3 separate regions of the Sus scrofa genome follow, and regions 1 and 3 are each linked to region 2. Evidence: chromatin contacts called from public HiChIP or PLAC-seq data. All regions are on one chromosome and are shown on one strand. Each heading gives the region's core, a stretch centred on a gene start, on an enhancer-like site or on the middle of the called end of the contact. The rest is flanking DNA. Distances are from core to core; before and after follow the strand shown. Region 1 overlaps ADAMTSL3 (ADAMTS-like protein 3). Region 2 overlaps ADAMTSL3 (ADAMTS-like protein 3). Region 3 overlaps ADAMTSL3 (ADAMTS-like protein 3).

Region 1 (3,296 bases), core at 170-2,669, 92 kb before region 2:
TTGATTACTAGTTAGAATGAGAACATTTTCATACACTTATTAGGATTTCACTTTCTGAGAACTACTTGTTCATATCCTTTGCTATTTTTACTTGGGGTTGTTACTTACATTGATTCATAGAAACTATTTATATATTCTGGATAGTGTATAACAAATATTTTTGCCAATAATTGTGGCTTGACCTTTAAATTTGTTGATAGTGTCTTACAGGGTCAGAACTTTTAAATTTTAACATAAAAAATTTTTATCACTTTGTAATAATAGCTTATTGAAATATAACCCACATATCATAAAATTCACCCTTTTAAGGTATACAGTTCAGTAGTTCTAGTTTCTTCAGAGTTGTGTAACCATCATCACTATCTATTACATCTTTCATGTTATACTTTGTACTTCTTGGACGCTCCCCATCCCCAAATCATAAAGCTATCTCTTTTATTATAAAAGCTTTTCAGATTTTAGGTATTTGTTAGAATTTATTTTGGTAGAGTTGTTATATATATTTGTCAAAACAAATTATCTTTTTACCATTGTTTAATAGTCCGTCCTTTATTGATTTTTGATGTGCTGCTATTAAACACTTTTTTTCATATATGCTTGAATCTGCTGTGGGCTATATATTCCATTTATTTGTCTATGTATCTGCCAATACCACACTGTTGGAATTATTCTAGCTTTATAATAACTCTTTATACCTGATAGAGCAAATCTGAACTACCTTGTTATTCTTCAAAAATGCTGGAGCTATTCTTGGTCAGTTGCTCTTTCATATAAATCACAGGATCAATGTGATAAATTCTAGCAATCCTGTAAGGCTCTTTTCTTAAATAATTGGAATCACTCTGAATTTAGAGATCTGAAACTTTGACATTTTCTTGGATTTTCAATGTAGATAATTAATTATACTGTCTGATCTTTTTTTTTTTTTTCCCTTGGCTGACCTTTTTTATTTTTATTTTTTTGGCTGCATATGGGACTCCTGGGCCAGGGATCAGATCTGGGCCACAGTCATGACCTAAGGTGCAGCTACGGCAATGCCAGATCCCTAACCCACAGTGCCTGGCAAGGCACGCAACCTGCCTCTCAGAGCTCCCAAGATGTCACCACAGCAGGAACTCCCACCTCTGACTTTAATAGGAAAGTTTTATAGTCTCACCATTCAAGTGAGCAAGATGTTTGCTATGGGTTTTTTTTTTTTTTTTTTTTGATAGGTACTTAAGTTTAAAAAAAGCCAGGATAAGGATGATCCCTTCTATTACTGGTGTGCCAAGAGGTTTCAACATTGTTTAATAGTCCGTACTGGGACTTATCAAATGCTTGTTCAACATGTGTAAGATGATCACTGTTATCTCCTTAGATCTCTAGGGTAGACTGGAGATGCCCCGTCCAGATGGCCCTTCAAGGAAGGCCTTGGTATCCCAGCTGCTGCCTGTTTTCAGCTGTCATCTCCCTAACAGTTTGCCTCAGCTCTCCAGAGAGCATGCCCTGCTTGGAGAGGGCCCCTTCTAGTGACTGATGGAGGCAGCTGCCTGAAGGCCTGGCCACTGGAGGTCACCGTTAGGTAAGCCTGATGAGCCATGCATGCTTCGAGCTCCCCTGGACATGGCAAGGCTTTGTGGGCTTGTACCACAGACCTCCTTTGCCCTTTGTCCCATCCTGCTTGCTCCCTCCCTTCCACAGGGACCCCTTACACCACACTGCATCTTAGTGTCTGCTTTCAGAAGAGCCAACCCATGACAGCCTTCTTAAAGTATTTTTTTTCTTTTTTCTTTTTTGTCTTTTTGGGGCCACACCCATGACATATGGAAGTTCCCAGGCTAGGGGCTGAATCCGAGCTGCAGCTGCTGGCCAACACCACAGCCACAGAAACATGAGATCTGAGCCTCATCTGCAACCTACAGCACAGCTCAGAGCAATGCCAGTTCCTTAACCCACTGAGCAAGGCCAGGGATCAAACCTGTGGTCTCATGGCTACTAGTTGGGTCCTTTACTGCTGGGTCACGATGGGAACTCCAAAAGGAGGTATTTTTTAACTGTTAAAAAACTTTGCATTCCAGGGAAAAACCCTTCTTAGTTATATACATTTCAGTTTGCTAATATATATTTTTAAATTTATTTTCCTCTGTGTTCATTGCTAATGTGTCCTTTGTAAATCCTATGTATGCCAGCTCCCTGGTAGGAGGCCAGGTGAAGCCCGTAGTGGTAGAACCTTTCCCCCTGAGGCAGGTATGTACCTATGTTCTGTAACTAGCATTATCAGACATTTCTGTTTGTTCACTCATTTTTAACTCTGAGGCATCTTCAACTCTCCCAGAGAATTTTACTTTGCTCTAAGGAGTAGTCGTCAGCACATTCTGTGTTTAAGACAAGTTCTACACTTTTAGAGCTGGGCCACTGGTAGTATTGGCAGTGCCATCCATTTGGGGTTCACCATCTTTCTGGCTCAACCTCATTCCAATCTGTGGCAAGAAGATTTCTTAGAGACTAAAGAGGAGTCCAACACATAAGAACACTTCAGAGCAGAGACTTGGGTCAGCTGCACCTCTGACGAGCTTAAGGAATAAGAAAAACAAGCAACCGAATACACACGTAACAGAAAATGACAGGATAAGTAATGTTCTTACTAAGCATTAACACAAGAAAAAATAAAATATGCAGCTACTGATGTTTACTGGTCATTTTCCTCAGATGAGCTTTCCTCTCTTACCAGCAGGGGGCAGAGAAGGAGCAGTTTAAACTATTCCACAAACCCCCACCCCCTATTTTTTTTTTTTTTTAAGGAAAATCCCTTATTTTCCTTTTTAAAATTTTAATTTTATTGGAGTATAGTTGGCTTACAATTCCTTCCCCCCTCCCATTTTTAGAAGAAACTTTTTAAAAAGAATAAGACAAGCCTCACAACTTAGAACTTTTAACCCTTAGAAACCCAGATTTTCAGGTTCTATAATTTGACATCTTTATTAGAAATACCATCTAAGAGCGACTAGGGAAGTCCCTATTCATATCTATACCACGTAGGTTAAATAAAACATATTTGGCTCTAACTGTGAATCCGATCAAAACGTATGAACACATAAGCTCACTCTCCTGAGTAGAAAACATTTTGAGGGCAACTGAAAATGAAAGAAAAATTTATACATGCCACTGACTGACAGAAATAATCTTAATTTGCACTATGAAAATGTAATTGCATAAAGCACTATTCATGTTTGTAAACGTTACAACATCCTCGTCTACCGAATGAGGGACTGGATTAGATGATAACCAAGGTGGCTTTTTCCATTCGCAGGGTGTGC
Region 2 (3,578 bases), core at 197-2,696:
ACTCCTTTGACCCTAAGGTTACTATCAAGTGGGAGTAACACACCTGCCCTGGTGTATTATCACAATAGGGCCATTGTGAGAATCAAACAAATTAAACCACAGAGTGGGAAAGCATCTTCAAATTGTCTCTAAACCATCGAACACCAATAAACAGCATTACTAGGGAATCATAGAAACTTAAAGTGGGAAAGAGTGATACTTGTCATCTTAGTTTAAAAGGGAATTCAAATTTCTGATCAATTGTGATGCTTGAGCACCTCCTGTAATATCCAGTTATCCAAGATATGCTTGACATCACCAGTGACAGAAAACACCATCTTTTGAAGCAGCCTATTCCATCTAATTCACAAAAAGATGTTTCTTATTATGGAGTTGAAGTCTGTGTTCTCTTAGCTCTTTATGAGGGTCTCAAATCTATCCCTCTTGCATTTTAGACTATTGCGATGGGTACCACAGCTCCTTGCAAACTACTTAGAGCAGGTTATAAAAAGGAAAGGAAACACGTAACTCACCGAGGGAGAGGTTGGAAGTGGTCATAGGGCATGATCTCTTTAAATCCATCGCTACAAATGAAATCATTGTGAAAATGTAATTTCTAATCAATTAACACATGTATTAATATGACTAGTATAGATGTGACATCCCAAGAGACAGAGCTCTTTCAAATGAGAAACTAAGTATACAAAGTGTTATGAACCAAGTCCCCCCACACTCAGCCATCATCTCCTTAATTTTTAGGAACATCTCTGACACACAACTTCCCCAGTTCTGCATGAAAATAGAGAAAATGGAACTAGTGGTGTGTATTCATCAAAGGAAGGAGTTCCTCTTAATTTGGGTAAATCTACATTTATCCTCTTTTATCACCTTAAAAGGTTATTCTGATAAAATATATGAATGATATTAACACACAGTCATGTTAGTAGGAGCATTAGAAAATCATTTTATTTCACAGAATTTGTTCTTTGAAAAAGCCTCTATTAATAATTCTTACACCTGGGATTACAGGAAATGCACAATTTCGTGATAGGAAATGAAATGCACTGAGACTGCTTCCTTTTCCACTTGCACACTTCTGCCTTAGCCAGCTGGCAGAAAGTGGGGGGATTCGGGGACTTGATATCATGCTGTTATTTTAAGATATTGTAGTAAAGCCAGGAAACTTCCCCAGGCAATCCAAGTCATCAGGTACTAAATTATGCAGCAGGATAGTTTATGCACAGCTTCTCTGCTCTGGCATTAAACCTTTTCACTTCCTTGCACAATGCATTATTTACACTGAATTTATATGTGCACACTTCAAAAGTCAAAACTGGTCATGGGCGATCCAGTTTAAAAAGCTAAAAACGGTGAGTTACAGATATTTATGGCTGGCACGTGGCCTAGAGATTGTACTTGGATAGAGACCTTTCAGGCTGTATTTGCAGGAGAGCCTCTCCTGCAACAGAGCGCCCACAAGAGAGAGAGCCAGACTGAGTGGGCTGATGAGTCTAATTCCTACGGACCACGGTTATGATTGTGAATGCAGGCACTTGCCACCAGGGCACGTTCAAGGTCACGCAATGGAAATGTGTCCCCTGGGCAGGATGGATCAGTCTCAGCTGATCCAGTTGATCTGTATCTTTTTAACGGAAAAAAGGGTACGGGCATTCTTTTTTTAACGGAAAAAAGGGTACGGGCAATTGCACAAACCTTGACGGGCAAGGATCCATGCTGCATTCCTTCAGTTTTGGTTTGGGCTTCACATTTTCAGGGTAGTAATGGCAATAATGGTCAGGAACCACCCTCTTCAAGCGGATATCCACACACTCGGCAGAATTGAGCTGATAACCTAAAGCAGCAGAAGAGCAGAGTCTGACTATTGCTTCCATGCAGTCTTTCCTTGGCAGAGTTATCACTTGCCACAGACTTTCTTTTCCTCTTTAAGAAACTTAGCTCAGTGGTTCTCAAGCCTGGTTGTCTAACAGAACCACTGGGGAGCCTTTGATAGACACCGGTGCTCAGGTCCTTCCCTGATCCAGTAAAATCAGAAACACTGCAGCTAGGTCCAGGATATCAGTATTTATTTATTTATTTATTTTTCTTTCTTTCTTTTTTTTTTTTACTTATTTTTTCCCCACTGTACTACTGGTATCAAAACAGACAGACAGACCAATGGAGCAGAATAGAGAACCCTGACACCTACGGTCAATTAATCTTTGACAAAGGAGGCAAGAGCATAAAATGGGAAAAAGAAATTCTACTCAGCAAGATTTCTGGGAAACCTGGGCAGCTGCATGCAAATCAATGAAACTAGAACACCCCCTCACACCATGCACGAAAATAAATTCAAAATGGCTGAAATACTTAAATATAAGACAGGACACCATCAAACTCCTAGAAGAGAACATAGGCAAAACACTCTCTGACATCAACATCATGAATATTTTCTCAGGTCAGTCTCCCAAAGCAATAGAAATAAGAGCAAAAATAAACCAATGGGATATCAGTATTTTTAAAGAAAGTCTTGGGTTCTCCTAAGACGATTAAAATGTGTGGCCAAGATGGAGAATGACTTTTTGAACTGATGGTGTTAGTCTCAGTACTTATAACTCAGTTACGATAGACTCCTTTAAAAATGTTTGGACCTCAGGTTCAAAGGGTTAAGTATTCATTGTCCTCAGTTCATTGTCCCATCTCACCATCATCATGGCACCATGCTAGGCCCACTCTTGTCTCCCTACCTCTCCTCTCCTCCTATTACCACTCCCATTACAATCCTCCAAACACACCTATTTATTGTTTATAAAGGACCTATTTATAAGGACCCTTCATATACATCTAATGTTGTTTTGTGTGCATTCGTTTTAACCAAATAAATGATATTGTGTTTTTTTTTATGTATCTGTTTGCTTGTTCATTTATTTATTTACTTATTTCTTGGCTGCACCCATGGCATACAGAAGTTCCCACGCCAGCGATCAAACCCATGCCATAGCAGTGATGATGCTGGATCCTTACTTAACTCACTGAGCCGCCAGGGAACTCCTTTTTTTTTTTTTTTTTTTTGAATGATATTGTGTTTTAAATCCTGTTCTGTTTTCTACTTTTCTCACTCAACACAGGAGTTTTGAAAGCTACCTTTGTGCTGGGTCATTGCATCTTCTGTACAATATTCCATTGCTTGTACATTTTCCTGTCCTATAGTACCTAGGGTACTGCTGATGACAATAAACTTTCTAAATGGGGAAAGAAGCACTGTCTATACACAAAGAATCAAAATGCTCCACTATGCCTCCCCCTGACCCTTAAGCCTTCAAAGAAGGAATGAGCACTTTCTGATCCTATTAAATCCAGTTGGTACAGTCTCTGAGAAAAGTGAACATACCCAAATGGATGAGTGATGTAAATTTAAAAAAACAACTCACAAAATGATGCTTCTATTTCCTGGAAGGTTTGATTGCAGGTTTCCTGACATGACATAAGTGTCATGTTAAGTTTTAAAAAAGCTAATTTTTCAAAACCAGAATGAGCTCTTCAGGGAAAAAAAAAAAAAAAAAAAAGCCCCAAGTTAAGTTCTCAGCCTCAGCCAACTGGTC
Region 3 (3,571 bases), core at 537-3,036, 75 kb before region 2:
TGTTGGGCAGCAAATAGGCTCTGCTACCAACAGTCAGGTTAATGCGCTTCTCTTCCCTGGTCTGGATATAGACCCTCTGGACCCCGAGGATCTGAGGACCCTGCTCACCAAGTTTTGTCTTCACCTCTGGTTTCATTTCTATAGGAAAAGAAAGAAAGAAAACACAAGTATCTCAATAGTGAAGACTTTTCCACCATAGTCTTCCAAGGCTGACACAAGTTAACAAATGGATCTTGTTTCCTCTTTTAAAACATTTGAAAACTAAAACATAAATAACAACATACATCCATAGATGGGGGTGAATTTCGCAACTAACACTTTAGCAGCAAAGAATGCAAGTCTGAGCGAACTTTGTGAATGCATGTAAATTATTTTACAAAGCTCTGGTTTGGGGAGGCATGACTTAAATGGTTAAATGTTTCCATCAACAAGGGGGTGTCTATGGAGTTCCCATTGTGGCTCAGTGGAAACGAATCTGACTAGCATCCATGAGGATGCAGGTTCAATCCCTGGCCTGGCTCAGGGGAATAAGGATCTGGCATTGCCATGAGCTGTAGTGTAGGTCAAAGATACGGCTTGGATCTGGCATTGCTGTGGCTGTGGCGGCTTTAGCCATGATTCAACCCCTAACCTGGGATCCTCCATATGCCTCAGGTGTGGCCCTAAAAAGACAAAAGACAAAAACACAAAAAACAAGGGCACGTCTAAACTGTTGGGTCTCCACCATCTGGCACGGAATCTAGTACAGCTTGGCCCTGGGTACACCAAATCTGAAGAGGGCAGTGAGAGTGGGGAGGTGAGTGAATGCATTTGAAGGATCTGAGAAGGAGGACAAGGCTGGCCAGCTGTAGCAGATAACGCAAGCAGGTCAGTTAAGCTAGCCTGGGGCCCAAAGAAGCAGGTGATCAAAGAAGCAAAGGTAGAGAAGGCACTTGTAAGCCAGATGAATCTGAGTTTGAATCTTAGCACTGCCATTTGGACAAGTCATTTAATCTCTCTGAGCCTCAGCACCTTGATCAGAGGAATGTGGCAGGTTGGTGCTTTTATATAAAGTGCACAGCACAAGAGTGGGCTTAGTGAAGGACCTGCCCATGGCTGGGCGAGGCAAACAAGCAGCCCAGTGGCTCCCCTTGGCTGCACACCCCTCTGTTGGAAGATAGGCCCCATGGTTCCAGCTCTGTTCCCAGACCTGTTTAGCGACTGCTCATGCCAGGTATTGAGCAGTTCAGCTAGCAGGCGTGTCTGGGGAGTGAGCTTAGACAGGCTCTGCGAGGCTGCCAGGTCCCAGAGCTTGGGCCACGTCCTCTCTTGCGACTCCTGCGAGTTCCTTCAGGGCAGTGCCTGGACGGTGGTCTCATCAGGCATGGTTCTTAAGCAAGCATCTGGTCTGGTTTGGGGTGACTGCTTCCTCCTGCATCTGGAGATGCCCCAGAACCACCACACTGGACACACGGCTCCATCATCCACTCTGCAGAGAGTAGCCATGCACCTCTGGCATCCCTACAGGAGGGGCCGAGGGGCAATGAGAGGGTGACAACCCACGCCCCCACCTCTCGCACTATGCTGGATGTGAGAAATGCCACATCTTTTGGCTTTTCCAGAAAATGAAAAGATGTTTCTTCTGGAGGTCCTCCTTCTGGCCTCTGTGCCAGCCTGCCCTACCTGGTCAAGGCCAGCTTTAGTGCCCAAGGCTGTTTACAGCACTTGCCTCTGTTCTTTGCCTGCTCGTGTCCTGCCCTCTTTCCAGCTGTATCTGTGCCGTGACACTAAGTCTTGGTGCCACGCCAGGTTTCTGCCCCAAGCCATCTGCGCTGGATGTTTACGCTTGGCCTTGCTGGCATTTGACTCCTGCCACTCCCGAGAGGGCTTTGGCGGCAAAGCAGGCTCTAAGCCTTCCATCCTCTCTTTCTGTTCTCGCTCTAAACTTTTCCTTGGATGATCTTGGATTCCTAACTAACAACTCGAGATTGATGCCTCCCACGTTTATCTGTCCAACCTAGACCTTTCCCTGAAGCGCTGGACCTAACTGTCCACCACTTCCTAGAAATTCTTTCCTAGTACTCCAAGTTTAAAGTACTGTAATCTAGGAGTTCCCTTCATGGCTCAGGAGAAACAAATCTGACTAGCAACCATGAGGGACATGGGTTTGATCCCTGGCCTTACTCAGTGGGTTAAGGATCTGGCATTGCCGTGAGTTGTGGGGTAGATCACAGACGTGGCTCGGATCCTGTGTTGCTGTGGCTGTGGTGTAGGCCGGTGGCTACAACGCTGATTTGACCCCTAGCCTGGGAACCTCCACAGGCTGCAAGTACGGCCCTAAAAAGACCAATAAAAAGAAAAAAAAAAAAAAAGGTACTGTAATCTAAACACTTTATCTCTGCCTTCCCATCCCATCCCAGTTGTCCTCTTCCTGTACACCCCAAGTTAATGGCTTCATCTTTTACCAGTTTCCCCAAGGCAGAAACCAGAGTCACCTTGATTCTCCCCAGTCCACTAGCATGCTGGCCCTCCCTCCCAGTGGCTCACAGGTGGTTGAGACTGTTAACATCCACTCCCAGCTCGGCATTTAATGATGTCACATTGGTAGCGGCAAGCCAACCAGGATGGGAGTATTTACAGCACAGACATCAGCAAAGGTAAAATGACAGCTACCTCTCCCCTCTCCCCACCCCACCTTGCCCAGAGCTGCTTGGTAATCATTTACAAACACACCACTGTCCCTTTAGGTCCCAGCTCTAGCCAGGCATCAGGTACTTGGATGGGACACTGGACACACGGTTAGAATTCAACCTTCCTGCTGCCATCTTCACACTCTCACCTAGACAGTCATATCCCCTTAACGAGACTCCCTCCCTGTCCTCTTATATTTTTCCAATATAGCTCTAAAGCCGTCTGAATAAATAAACCAAAATAAAATCCGACTATGTCACTTCCTTCTTGGATAAAACCTAAACTCCTTAGCATGGAGTTCAAGATCCTCTCCAGGTAACTTCTCAAGCTGTTTCTTTCATCATAACCCATCTTCAACCTCTGTTCTAATATGAGGGATATCACTCCCTTTGACATCCCCCACGTCTGGCTTTACTGCTTTCATTTCCCAGATTCTCCTGTATCCCATGTGGATCTGATGAATGGACACATCTTTCAGAACTCCGCTTAAAGTTTCCTCCTTAATGAAACTTCTCCTGACCTCACCCAGGGGCGCAGAGGACTTCTGCATCCTCTTTGTTTGACTATTTAAACCTTTGTTTGACTATTTAAGTCTCTCCCCACTGGACTCTGAGTTCTTAGAGACAAGAGAATGAACCTGTTGCATTTTGTATCATATCATCTAAAAAAAAAATGGAGTTCCCATTGTGGCACAGGAGAAACGAATCTGACTAGTAACCATGAGGTTGCCGGTTCCAATCCCTGGCCTTGCTCAGTGGGTTAAGGTGTGAGCTGTGAGCTGTGGTGTAGGTTGCAGACCCGGCTTGGATCCTGTGTGGCTGTGGCTGTGGCATAGGCTGGCAGCTGTAGCTCTGATTAGACCCTTAGCCTGGGAACCTCCATATGCCTTGAGTGCGGCCCT

The links. HiChIP or PLAC-seq counts read pairs in DNA pulled down with a chosen protein or histone mark.
Region 1: a contact with region 2 is called in an H3K27ac HiChIP or PLAC-seq map of skeletal muscle. The contact joins two enhancer-like sites. A contact is called at or near these places in 1 of 5 promoter capture datasets (liver), 18 of 47 Hi-C or Micro-C datasets (alveolar macrophages, embryonic fibroblasts, epiblast stem cells and 8 more) and 1 of 2 datasets of contacts at active chromatin or transcription factors (skeletal muscle).
Region 3: an H3K27ac HiChIP or PLAC-seq map of skeletal muscle shows a contact between it and region 2. The contact joins two enhancer-like sites. A contact is called at or near these places in 1 of 5 promoter capture datasets (liver), 16 of 47 Hi-C or Micro-C datasets (alveolar macrophages, embryonic fibroblasts, heart right ventricle and 6 more) and 1 of 2 datasets of contacts at active chromatin or transcription factors (skeletal muscle).

The regions. Positions count from the first base shown.
Region 1 is chr7:51,057,877-51,061,172 of Sscrofa11.1, forward strand. The region is part of intron 23 of ADAMTSL3 (ADAMTS-like protein 3); the gene reads right to left. Among named protein-coding and RNA genes, the nearest start is that of SAXO2, 82 kb to the left of the region's middle. Within about 2 kb of position 1,420, at least 8 of the 83 cell types and tissues checked have an H3K27ac peak or open chromatin away from gene starts, as enhancers often do. A contact at or near this core is called in skeletal muscle, where this site is marked.
Region 2 is chr7:51,149,460-51,153,037 of Sscrofa11.1, forward strand. ADAMTSL3 (ADAMTS-like protein 3) reads right to left here. Exons shown (of 29, transcript XM_021098874.1): 11 at 1,693-1,831; 12 at 513-563. Among named protein-coding and RNA genes, the nearest start is that of SAXO2, 170 kb to the left of the region's middle. Within about 2 kb of position 1,447, at least 1 of the 83 cell types and tissues checked has an H3K27ac peak or open chromatin away from gene starts, as enhancers often do. A contact at or near this core is called in skeletal muscle, where this site is marked.
Region 3 is chr7:51,074,400-51,077,970 of Sscrofa11.1, forward strand. It overlaps ADAMTSL3 (ADAMTS-like protein 3), which reads right to left. Exons shown (of 29, transcript XM_021098874.1): 21 at 1-138. Among named protein-coding and RNA genes, the nearest start is that of SAXO2, 99 kb to the left of the region's middle. Within about 2 kb of position 1,787, at least 3 of the 83 cell types and tissues checked have an H3K27ac peak or open chromatin away from gene starts, as enhancers often do. A contact at or near this core is called in skeletal muscle, where this site is marked.